Linked DNA regions of Mus musculus: region 2 is linked to region 1. The links are chromatin contacts, called in public HiChIP or PLAC-seq maps. All regions are on one chromosome and are shown on one strand. Each heading gives the region's core, a stretch centred on a gene start, on an enhancer-like site or on the middle of the called end of the contact. The rest is flanking DNA. Distances are from core to core; before and after follow the strand shown. Region 1 holds the start of Aacs (acetoacetyl-CoA synthetase). Region 2 holds the start of Glt1d1 (glycosyltransferase 1 domain containing 1).

Evidence for each region. HiChIP or PLAC-seq counts read pairs in DNA pulled down with a chosen protein or histone mark.
Region 2: a contact with region 1 is called in an H3K4me3 HiChIP or PLAC-seq map of embryonic forebrain, with 6 times the contacts expected there. The contact joins the promoter of Glt1d1 here to the promoter of Aacs in region 1. A contact is called at or near these places in 3 of 39 promoter capture datasets (embryonic stem cells, liver and pre-B cells), 1 of 484 Hi-C or Micro-C datasets (embryonic stem cells) and 1 of 115 datasets of contacts at active chromatin or transcription factors (embryonic forebrain).

What each region holds. Positions count from the first base shown.
Region 1 is chr5:125,472,678-125,478,150 of GRCm38.p6, forward strand. Aacs (acetoacetyl-CoA synthetase) reads left to right here and starts at 3,196. Exons shown (of 18, transcript NM_030210.2): 1 at 3,196-3,432. The coding sequence starts at 3,300.
Region 2 is chr5:127,630,316-127,635,609 of GRCm38.p6, forward strand. Glt1d1 (glycosyltransferase 1 domain containing 1) reads left to right here and starts at 1,947. Exons shown (of 12, transcript NM_177005.4): 1 at 1,947-2,036. The coding sequence starts at 1,969. It also overlaps a transcript of Slc15a4 not described here.

The DNA of each region.
Region 1 (5,473 bases), core at 1,946-4,445:
GAAATGAGGTTGAAACAGGCTAGGGAGCAAGGAACAAGTTTTCTTTCTCTTCTCTTCTCTTCTCTTCTCTTCTCTTCTCTTCTCTTCTCTTCTCTTCTCTTCTTTCCTTCCTTCCTTCCTTCCTTCCTTCCTTTTGGTTTTTTGAGACAGGGTTTCTCTGTGTAGCCCTGGCTGTCCTGGAACTCACTCTATAGACCAGGCTGGTCTCGAAGTCAGAAATTTGCCTGCCTCTGCTTCCCAAGTGCTGGGATTAAAGGTGTGCACCACCACTGCCTGGCACAAAGTTTCTTTTTTTAAACCTCTGCTCCTGCTTGAGTTTCTGCCCTGACTCCCTCAGCGATGGACTGTGACCCAAAAGTGCAAATGGAATGGTCTGTTTCCTCCCCAAGTTGCCTTCTGTTTATTACAGCAACCTAGAACAACACAGCACCAACTCACGGGGGGGGGGGCACTTGACAGCTCTCCTCCATGCCCACATCCACTGACTGGAACTGCCTGTCTCCAAATCACTACCATCTTTTGTAAGAGCCTCCATCTCCACGTCTTGAATACTTGCCGTGTGTCCGGAGGCTCATACATTGGAAGCTTAATCCCCAGTGTCACCTGGTAGGAGGCGAGGCCAGGTGTGCAGGTCCTGAGGGCTCCTCTACCTGTGTGAGCAGATTAGTGCTGGTTCTTAAGAGGCGGCAGGCTTCAGTTCTGTATTTGCTTTCTTCCTCCCTTCATGGCCCAGGTTCTCTTGCCCTACTGCTTCCCTCACGAACTGGGGAAAAGCAGGAAGACCCACACCAGAGGAACCGTCTAGAATTTTTTTTTTTACACCCCAGTTCTAGACCCATAAGAAATCACCCCTAGCCGGATGGATGGTGGTGGTTCATGCCTATAATTCTAGCACTTGGGAGGCAGAGGCAGGCGGATTTCTGAGTTCAAGGTCAGCCTGGTCTACAGAGTGAGTTCTAGGACAGCCAGGGCTACATAGAGAAATCCTGTCTCAAAAAACAGAACAGAAAGAAGAGAAAAAGACATCAACTTTTGGGCTGGGAAGATGGCTAGATAGGCTAATGGCTGCTGTGCATGAGGGAGGACCTGAATTTGGTCCCCAGAGCCTGTGTGAAAACAGCCAGGTGCAGTGGCACACATGTGTAATCCCCGCACTGGAGAGGGGAGGAAGAGACAGGTGGATCTCTGAAGCTCATTGGTCAACCACCCTAATCTACTCAGTGAGCTCTGAACTGGTGAGAGAGTCTGTCTTAAATAAAAATGGAGAGGCTGGGGAGATAGCTCAGCGGTTAAGAGCACTGGCTGCTCTTCCATCCAGAAGATCCAGGACTCATTCCCAGCATTCCCATGGTGGCTCACAACCATCTATAACTCCAGATATATCCAAAATCCTCTTCTGATCTCCATGGGCACTAGGAATGCCAATGCTACACAAACATATATTCAGGCAAAGCACCTATACACATAAAACAAACAAACAAACAAACAAACACCCCCAACAAAACAAAACAATGAGGGAGCCTGGCATGGTGGTAGCACACAGTTTTAATCCCAGCACTTGGAAGGCAGAAGCACACAGATCTCTGTGAGTTCAAGGCCAGCCTGGTCTACAGAGTGAATTTCAGGCTAGTGAAGATACATAGGAAGGCCCTGTCTCACAAAAGAAAAACCAACCAATCCCAAAAAACCAACCAACCAAACAAAAACCATCACCACCACCACCAACAACAAAAAATGAAGTGGGTGTCAACTGAGGAATGACACCCATGATTGACTTCTGACATGATTGACTTCTCAACTCCAAACACACCAACGCAAGCGTGGGCCCCCCCACCCCCATGCACACACATGCATATGTGCACACACACACAAAGAGAGAAAGAAAATTAACTTGTTTTCAGTTATTTTAGACACTGGGTAGACAGCAAAGTACCAAATGGACTGACAAGACTATTAGCATCCAGAAGGTTCTCATCATAGTAGGATCTGAGCATGCGTTCTCTCTGTAGGAACCTTCTGATGCTCTCCCCCAGATTCAAAGCCAGCATCTCTGATGTTCCCCCAGGACGAACTTAAGCTGCTACCGTTTCGTTCACTGACTTTGCTACTCCAGGGCTATAGTACCAAAGACCTGGGCCTTTTCAAAGACCTGGGCCTTTTCAGTTAGTTGAACGTGCACACCCCACAGGACACAGTATTCTTGCTTGGGGGGCCCTGGACACTGACTCCTCTCTTTGTTCGGAAACCTGCAAGATTTCCTAAAGCTCCCTTCTGTCACCTGCAAGCCACTGTGAGCAACATGGAGTCACATCCCTAGCCCTCTCTTTTCTTTTAGTTTTAACACATGGCTTTTTAAAGTTTGCCCGGACTAGTCTTTTTCTTTTCTTTTCTTTTCTTTCTTTTTTTTTGGTTTTTCGAGACAGGGTTTCTCTGCTGGCCTCGAACTCAGAAATCCACCTGCCTCTGCCTCCCAAGTGCTGGGATTAAAGAAAGGTGTGCGCCACCACGCCCGGCGCCCCGGCTAGTCTTGAACTCACTCTGTTACAAGAATAATCTTAAAGCCCAGACGCCTCTCCCACCTCTACCTCCCAAGTATTCCGATTACAGGGTTTTGCTTTGAGGTCCATGCTGGAGTGGAACTTACTGTCATCCTCCTGTCTTAGTCTTTAAAGTGCTGGGTTTCAGGCTTGCCCCAGAATGTCCTGTGCTTAACGCTTTTATTTTCAGTCTTGACGATAGACTTGAGGTCTCACTCACTCAGTATCTTATGTTACATTATATACCCCATGTATCCCTGCTACAGCATCCCTGTGAGTGAGCACACGCGACACGGACACGCATTTTAGAGGTCTTCTGCACGCGTTTTAGGCTTAAGACATCTCCGCAGCTAAAGTGAGTGTTGGAGGAGCAACTTAATTTGAATAAGTGAATGAATGAACGAACGAACGAGGGCAATAAGTAAACAGAGCAACACCCGGTAAGTTGTGCAATAAGTGAGGGCGTGGAACATGCTTATCGCGCCTGCGCAGGCGAGGCACTCTTTTTGGCAGCAAGCGCACCTTTTGCAGGCGCGGCGCGGCGGAGGGTTACAGAAGAGGGCGTGGTCTCAAGAGGCGTGGCTTTCTGGAGGCGTGGCGAAGGCTGCTGGGGGTGTGACCAGGCCGGATGTCCCACAGGCCGCGCCGGCGCTGGTTCAGTCTCGCGCTGTGGTTCGTCGGCGCACCGCTGATCCGCTCCACGCCTTGCGCTCTCCGCTCTCAGCCAAAGCCCGGCAGCCCCGGCCACGCAGCTCCGCAACCATGTCCAAGCTGGCGCGGCTCGAGCGCGAGGAGATCATGGAGTGCCAGGTGATGTGGGAGCCTGACAGCAAGAAGGACACGCAGATGGACCGCTTCCGGGCGGCCGTGGGTACCGCCTGCGGCCTGGCGCTTGGTGAGTACGGGGCACGCGGCTAGTGCACCCCCCCCCGTCACGGGCCTTCCCGGAAGCTGTTCCCTCCAGGGAGGACCGCCCTAGGAAGGTCCCTGCTAGCTGTTGGGATAAGCCTCTGTTGGATGGATATCCGACCAGTGTTCCTGTCTTACAGTCGGGGAAGCCCCCTGCTTTGGGGGTACCCCTCTAGGGAGGTCCCTCCCTTTCCCTACTTAGGTACCTTGATGAATGGCACAGGGATTGGGGGATCCTCGTTGCCTTGGGGGTCCCCCTCTAGAGAGGTTCTCCTAGATGTTGCCGTGGGCCTCTGATGGATGGATGGCTAGTGTCCCTGTCTTTGGGTTGGGGGAGCCCCCTGGCTCTGGGCCCTCCTCTAGGAGGTGCTGGTCTTCTGATGATGTTTCCTTCACTGTTTTGGGAAGCATCACCGCCTGGCCTGTAGAGGCCCCCTTTCTGCAGGCGAGTCACCCTCTGGAAGTGGCAGACACCCTCTGGTTCCTCCGATCTTTTGCTAGGCTTGCCTGCTTGGGAAATGTCTCCTGAGGTCTTGACTTCCATTCGTTGGGGGCTTCCTTCGGGCCTTATCTGCAGTTCTTTTTGAGTTCACGGGTTTCATGTGACAGGCTCCCTCCATCTGCCTTTTGCTAGGGACCAGCTTGAAATTTCAGGTTCCTGAAAAGGTCAGAGTTCGTTCCTCCTCCTTCCTTTAAAGTTAATTAAGGTAGAGTCCTTTCTTACCCCAGCTCTAAACAGATCCTGCTTCCAGCCACCACCCTGGTCTGTGTGATTATGGGTGGGGCAGAGGCCCTTGGCAGGCGAGGTTCTTGTCCATATGCCGTTCCCAGGGATCCATGGGGCTTGCTTAGTCCCTCCACCTGCTCTGCCCCCCTTCTCAGGTGTTTGCCTGGGGTTTTCAGTTCGAGTTGGTTGGTTGATTGTCTTCTTCATTTTCACCTCCGTTACCCCTCTAATTGCAGGGATCCCCTTGTCTCCGTTGGCATCAATGTCTGTCTTGGCTCCCAGGATCTGTCTCCGGATCCTTCCTGAATCTTTTCTTTTTCCCACCCTGAGCACCAGCCCTCTGAGTCTTCTTCCTAGTGTCTCAGCAGCACTTGGCTGTCCTTCTCCCGCCCCCTATGCGTGGTGCACCCCCTTGCTGGCTGGAGGGTAATCTCCAAATGCAGGTCTTTTGTGTTGCTGGTCTTCCAGGCTGTCCACAGTCCCTTGTTGCTTATGCGCCTGCACCCCGCTGCTGGAGAGCCAGGAGATGGAGGTAGAGCTTCCACAGGGTTCTTTTTCTTCCCTAATAGGGCTCCGAACCTTCCCTCCCATCCCTCTCACCTGGAGACAGATGCTTGCCTGGCCACTTGCAGGGCTTGCAGGCTCTACTTGGTCAGTTCGTGGGTGTTAGATAGGAGAAGAACCTTAACCCAACTGGATCATTGTCGGGATTGCATCCACTTTCCACCCTCCATTTTCTGCCTGGACATTATCTGTTTCCTCTGCCAGTAGTGATGAAGTCCTGATCTGGCGCTCCTGTGGGGCTTGGTAGACCTGGCACTTCACCCCACCCACGGAGGGCAGCCCTTTGAAGTGGGCCAGAGCTTTCTCCTTAATAAGAGCAACTGTAGGGAGCTGTAACCTGACGCCCTGCTTGGACCTGGCTGCCTTGAGCTTCCTAGCTTTGTGATCCAATCCAACAAGTCCTCCAATCGCCTCAGGCTCTGGTTTCCTCATCTATAAAAATGAGCATTGTGAGAGGACCTAGTGTGCCTTAGGAGGCAGGCGTAGGCCTGAGAGTTGACCACTGGATACCGTCACTGGCTAGAGGTTTATTGAGTAACCCCTTACCCTTAATCTCCATCCTTCAAGTCTCTGGCTATCGGGTGGTCCTGGGTAGCTCTCTTCAGAAGCTCTGTGTTGACTATGTCGTGTTTGAAAGTTGGGAGGCTTACCAGCTATAGCGGCTCACACTCAGGTGCTCAGACAGAGGGATTGCTGTGAGTTCAAGGATAGCCTGGACTCCAGAGGGAGGAGAGCT
Region 2 (5,294 bases), core at 697-3,196, 2.2 Mb after region 1:
TCGCAGAGGTGACCTCAGACCTCCCCTCCCATTTTTCTGATAAACAAGCTTTGCCGAGGGTGACAGTGTGCACCACACACTCATCTTTTGGCCAGCTTCCTTGCAACCTCAAAGCACTCACGTCGTCATTAAAAGAACACCATCAAGGGTCCCGGTGAATTTCCAGAAGTATGCCTGAAAAATGAGATGTGCTACTCTGAGGGCATCATTTTTCCTTCCTTCTCTCCTTCCTTCCGGAATGTGAATGTGATGGGTTGAGCTATGGCAGTCAAAAGACGCCTGGAAGACATCTCCAGATTCAAAAATAAATTCTGGGGGGCTGGAGCAGAAGGGAGCCGTTCCTACTGAGGATGTGGGTTTGAATCCCAGAACCACATCAGACAGCTCACAACCACTCGTAACTCCAGCTCTATAGGATCCAATAACCTCTTCTAGCCTCCACAGGCACCTAAACAGATGCACATGCACGCGCGCATGCACACACTCAAAAATAAAACTTGAAAGAAAGAAAGAAAGAAAGAAAGAAAGAAAGAAAGAAAGAAAGAAAGGAAGGAAGAAAAGAAAAGAAAAGAAAAGAAAAGAAAAGAAAAGAAAAGAAAAGAAAAGAAAAGAAAAGAAAAGAAAAGAGCAAGTCCTATTAGTCTTTTCTGTGGAGAGAAGGAAGAATCAGGTAATTATATGATTAAAAAAAAACAATCAAACAATCAAACAAACCAACCAACCTTCCCTTGCTTCCCCCCTGTGAATAGGTAGGAGAGTGGGTCCAGTGTTCCCCTGCAGAGGCAGGCTTTGTCCATTGACAATCAGAGACCAGTGTGTTACGAAGCTGGACTGGGAGAAGGCTACTCAAGGGACCCAGGCACCTACTCTTTCTTCTTTGAAGTTGTTAGGGAGTTTTCAGGGATGGGAAGAGATTAATTTCCGGGGCTATGCTTAGAATATTGGTTCTATAATATTGATGGGCTTTAAATAATGCACATGTCTTTGTAAAACGCCATGAATTCACCCAAATGTCACGCTGTCACAAGACTGTCTCTTCCCACCCTTCCTGCTCAGGTGTATTTAGTGCAGGAGGCTCTGAGCCCTGGGCTCTGCACAAACCTGACTTCCTAGCCTTACACCACACTCCTCAAAAACTGCCTGAGGCTGCGGATGTGGATGTGGCTTAACGCTTGGAAGAAGAGTCTAGCAAGCAAGAAATCCAGGGCTGCTGGGTGCCCCCCCCCCCCCACTTCCCCTCCTTTCCTCAGAATCTTGTGGCTGGTCTTCAACTTACAGCAATCCTCCTGCCTCAGTCTCTGTATTCCTGGAATTGCAAACCTACATCCCTGAACCCAGCCAGCTCCATAACAGCCTTCTCTATTTTGGTTCTCCATACTCTTTCTCTGGAAGTTCACAGAACTTAGTTTGGGGAAGCCAGAGTCTACAAAAGGACGGACTGCCTACATACATAGAGTCCAGGGCATCCTTAGGGTCTAGGGTCCTCTCAATGCAAAGTGAAGCTCAAGTCCCCTCTCCACATGTGGTCTTGTACCTACACCTCACCTGGTCCTAGTCTCTGGGGGAGCAGTCTCTGTATCAGCCACTATGTTGCATGTAGGAGCCCAACTCATGATCTTTACGAGGGGAAGTCACAGGACAACCTATGTTCTTGGTGCCTGAAGAGTGGACAACCTCCCCCCACCTCCCATCTTTCTGAGCTCGTGGCTGTCTGACACCTGGTCTCGTGACCCCCACCCCCACCCCCACCCGCTAGTCTCCTCAGGTCCCCTCGGGGCCCCCAGATCTCCCTTCTCCCTTCCCTTCCCTTCGTGTCCCCTCCCCTGCCCTCCCTGCCTTCCCTCCCTCCTCCCCTCCCCTCCCTACCCCTGAACCTGCGGGCTCCGCCTTGGAACAGCAGGCGGGACCGAATCCACCCCTACCCCTCCGCCCGGGCCTGGTGGCCCAGTTCTTGGCGGTAGCGACGACATGCGGCTCCTGTTCCTGGCAGTACTGAGGCCTCACACTGGCAACGCGGTCACAGCTGGGCGCCTACGGTATGTTGCGGGGACCTGAGCATCCCTCGCGTGGGGATGCCGGACTGGGCCGGGCGCCGGAGCCGCGCGTGCACAAACGGCCGGGTTGTAGGCGCAGGTGCGGGCGCGAGGGGCTGCAGCTCTGATTCCAGCTGCCTGCTGCCCTGTCTGGCTATTGTGAGTGCCCTAGGATGCCGCAAAGAGGCCGCCTGGGCCAGCGCTGGGACGCGGGGTGGTGGTGGGGGAAACCAGAGGCTCAGCAAAGGCCTCGCTGCAGACTTGAGCTTTGGGCAGAGTGGCCTGGGATGAGAAGCGGGGACCCACGTGGCTGGAAAGACGCAGAGTCCCGGTGCATCGGATGCTCCAGCACGTGCGGAGATTCAGGGTCCGAGTTCCGTGGCTGCTGCCATTCCCTCCCCCGCGCCCGCACTTCCTACCTGGTTCTCTTCTGAACGCTCAGCTTATTTTATTTAATTAGGCCTCTTTTTGCTTTGTATGTTTACCTGGGACGGAAGCCTGGAGCCAGGACAAGGCAGGGAAGGCGGGTCCATTCACCTCTGGCCATCTGGTTGCCTGGATCAAACCGGGCTGGTCTGAATCATTGGAAAAGCAGACACTTACGTGCCCGTGCTCACTTGCTCGCTCCCCCCCGCCCCCCGCGCGCGCTCTCTCCCTCCCCTTCCACTTGCTTCAAGACATTTCCCAATGGCTCCCCCCCCCCCCCCGCCCCCAGTGGGTATGTTTCCTCATCATGGGAAAGAGCCGTTGAGTCTTCAAGCTAAAAAAAATGTTACAGTTCCTCTCAAGATCACAGTGAACAACCAAAGGCGGGCAGATGCATACCTGAAGTTTCCCCGGAGTGGTGATAGTGTTGTGATTGTGTGAGATTCCCCTCCCTCTAATTCAGTCACTCTTCGGGCTCTCTGTGGACTGAGCTCTTTCCAGTAGAAAAGTGCAAGTCATTTACAAGGAGAGTAAACACAGGGGTAAATCATTCCAGGGCGATTGGGACCATGGAGCAAATAAAACCATGCTGGGGTGTGGCCAATTTGATAGAGTGCCAGGCAAGCATAGGTGAATCCCTGGGTTCCGTTCCCAGCAGTGCATAAACCCAGGAGGTGCGGTTGTACATGACCACATGCTGATAACCCCAGCCTTTGGGAGCTGAAGGCAGGACCATTAGAAGTTCAAGGGCATCCTCTGCTACTGTCAACTTCCAGCTACTTGAGAGCCTATCTCCAAAGCAAAGCAATACCAAAACAATATAACCTTTGCGTTGGAGGGGCTCCTTCAAGTGATAAGGTCCAGGCTGGGCTCTCGGCAGAAGTAGCTTGTAAGCTAAGATCAGAGGGAAAGCACCCACAGGTCCCGAGGCCAATGTTAACTTAAGCTGTTCAAGAAACAGAAGGTTGGCGAGACAGTTATCCAGCTGTCTTGTGCACATGGTAAGAGGAAGAGATTGTATTTGCGATTACCATTTAAACATTAAGCACCTTTAGCTAACATTTGACTGTGTGGGTGGGAAAGGTCCAAGATTCTCCGGAATGACTTGATCACGGATGAATGAAATAGTGGAAAACATGCCCAAATGTATCATGTGCATGGAGGTCGTCACAAAGTAGAATCAATCGCTAACCCAGAAGTTTGTATGCCCCTTCCCATGGGGGAAGAGGGCTTGGAGGATGTGTGCCATTCCTAGGGGGATAGTCTGTGGTTAGGGAAGGCCCTGGTGGGCTTAGTGAGAAGCTCGCATAGCCTTGGAATAAAGTTGTAGACTCACAGATCAGTGATTGACTGTAAATGATTCCTTCAGAATATTTATTGGGTGATGCCAAAGTCTGAAGCTGACCTCCTATATTCCCATCTCCTGTTCCCTTCCTTTTTTAAATCATTATTTATTTTTATTTTTTATGTGCATTGGTATTTTTTTTTAAAGATTTATTTATTTATTATATGTAAGTACACTGTAGCTGTCTTCAGACACTCCAGAAGAGGGCGTCAGATCTTGTTACAGATGGTTGTGAGCCACCATGTGGTTGCTGGGATTTGAACTCCGGACCTTCGGAAGAGCAGTCGGGTGCTCTTACCCACTGAGCCATCTCACCAGCCCCGTGCATTGGTATTTTGCTTGCAAGTATGTCTGGGTAAGAGTGTCAGATCTTGGAGTCACAGAGAGTTGTGAGCTGCCATGTGGGTGCTGGGAATTGAACCCGGGTCCTCTGGAAGAGCGGTCAGTGCTCTTAACCACCAAGCCATCTCTCCAACCCTTTCTTACATAGAGCAAGCAAAGGACAACAACAAAATACAAAGAGAATTTCTCTTCCCCAAAGTAGTCATAGAAATCTGAGCCCTCTTTCCCAGAAAACAACCATAAAACCTGAAAATTCTACCCCCATTCTTTTGAAACTGACACTCTCTGCTTGCAGCATAAGAACTGACTTTCCTAGACAAACGTCACGTCTCCGGGGCTGGGAAGATAGCTCAGTGAAGAAGAGTGCTTGTTGCCAAAGCATATGGATCTGAGTTCAAATCCCACCACCCATATTAAAAAGAGGGGTTCAGGTATAGAGAAAAAAAAAAGACTCAAAAGCACACAGTTTTTGCAGCAGCTATGTCTAGAGGCTCACAGCCACTGGTAAGCCAGATCCCAGGGATCCAACACTCCCTTCTGGCCTCCTGGGAATCTGTGCTCACACCATCCCCACATAGACACATACAAGTGCACAAAATTTATATATATATATATATATCTCCAAGCACAGTAGGATATACCTTTAATCACAGCACTTGGGAAGGCAGAGGCAGGTGGTTCTCTGAATTTGAGGCCAGCCTGGAATACAGAATGAGTTCCAGGACAGCCAGGGCTACACAGAGGAACCCTATCTTGAAGAACAAAACACTAAAGTTTCTATGAGGCTGAGTAATTAGAATTTAGTGATTCTGAGTCCTTTCATTGGCTTGGTGAGGACTGGTGGTCATGAATCAGGGCATCACAGTGTGACAAGGCAGCTAATCTGCCCGAGTCAGGGTTGGGCATGAGGCTGGAAATAAGGGCAAGGTTTTTGTCACAAAAGGCCAAGAACAGCCATAAAATGAAGGTAGTGTTAGCTGTAGGATGGCAGGTAAGAGGGACTGAACCTGTGTCCCATGCGTTTTAGAAGCAATGGGGGCTGTTGGTAGAGTGCTTATGGCTCATCTGGTAGAGTGCTTGTAGCTCAGAGTACTTGTGGCTTAGTTGGTAGAATGCTTGTGGCTCAGGGTGCTTGTGGCTCAGTTGGT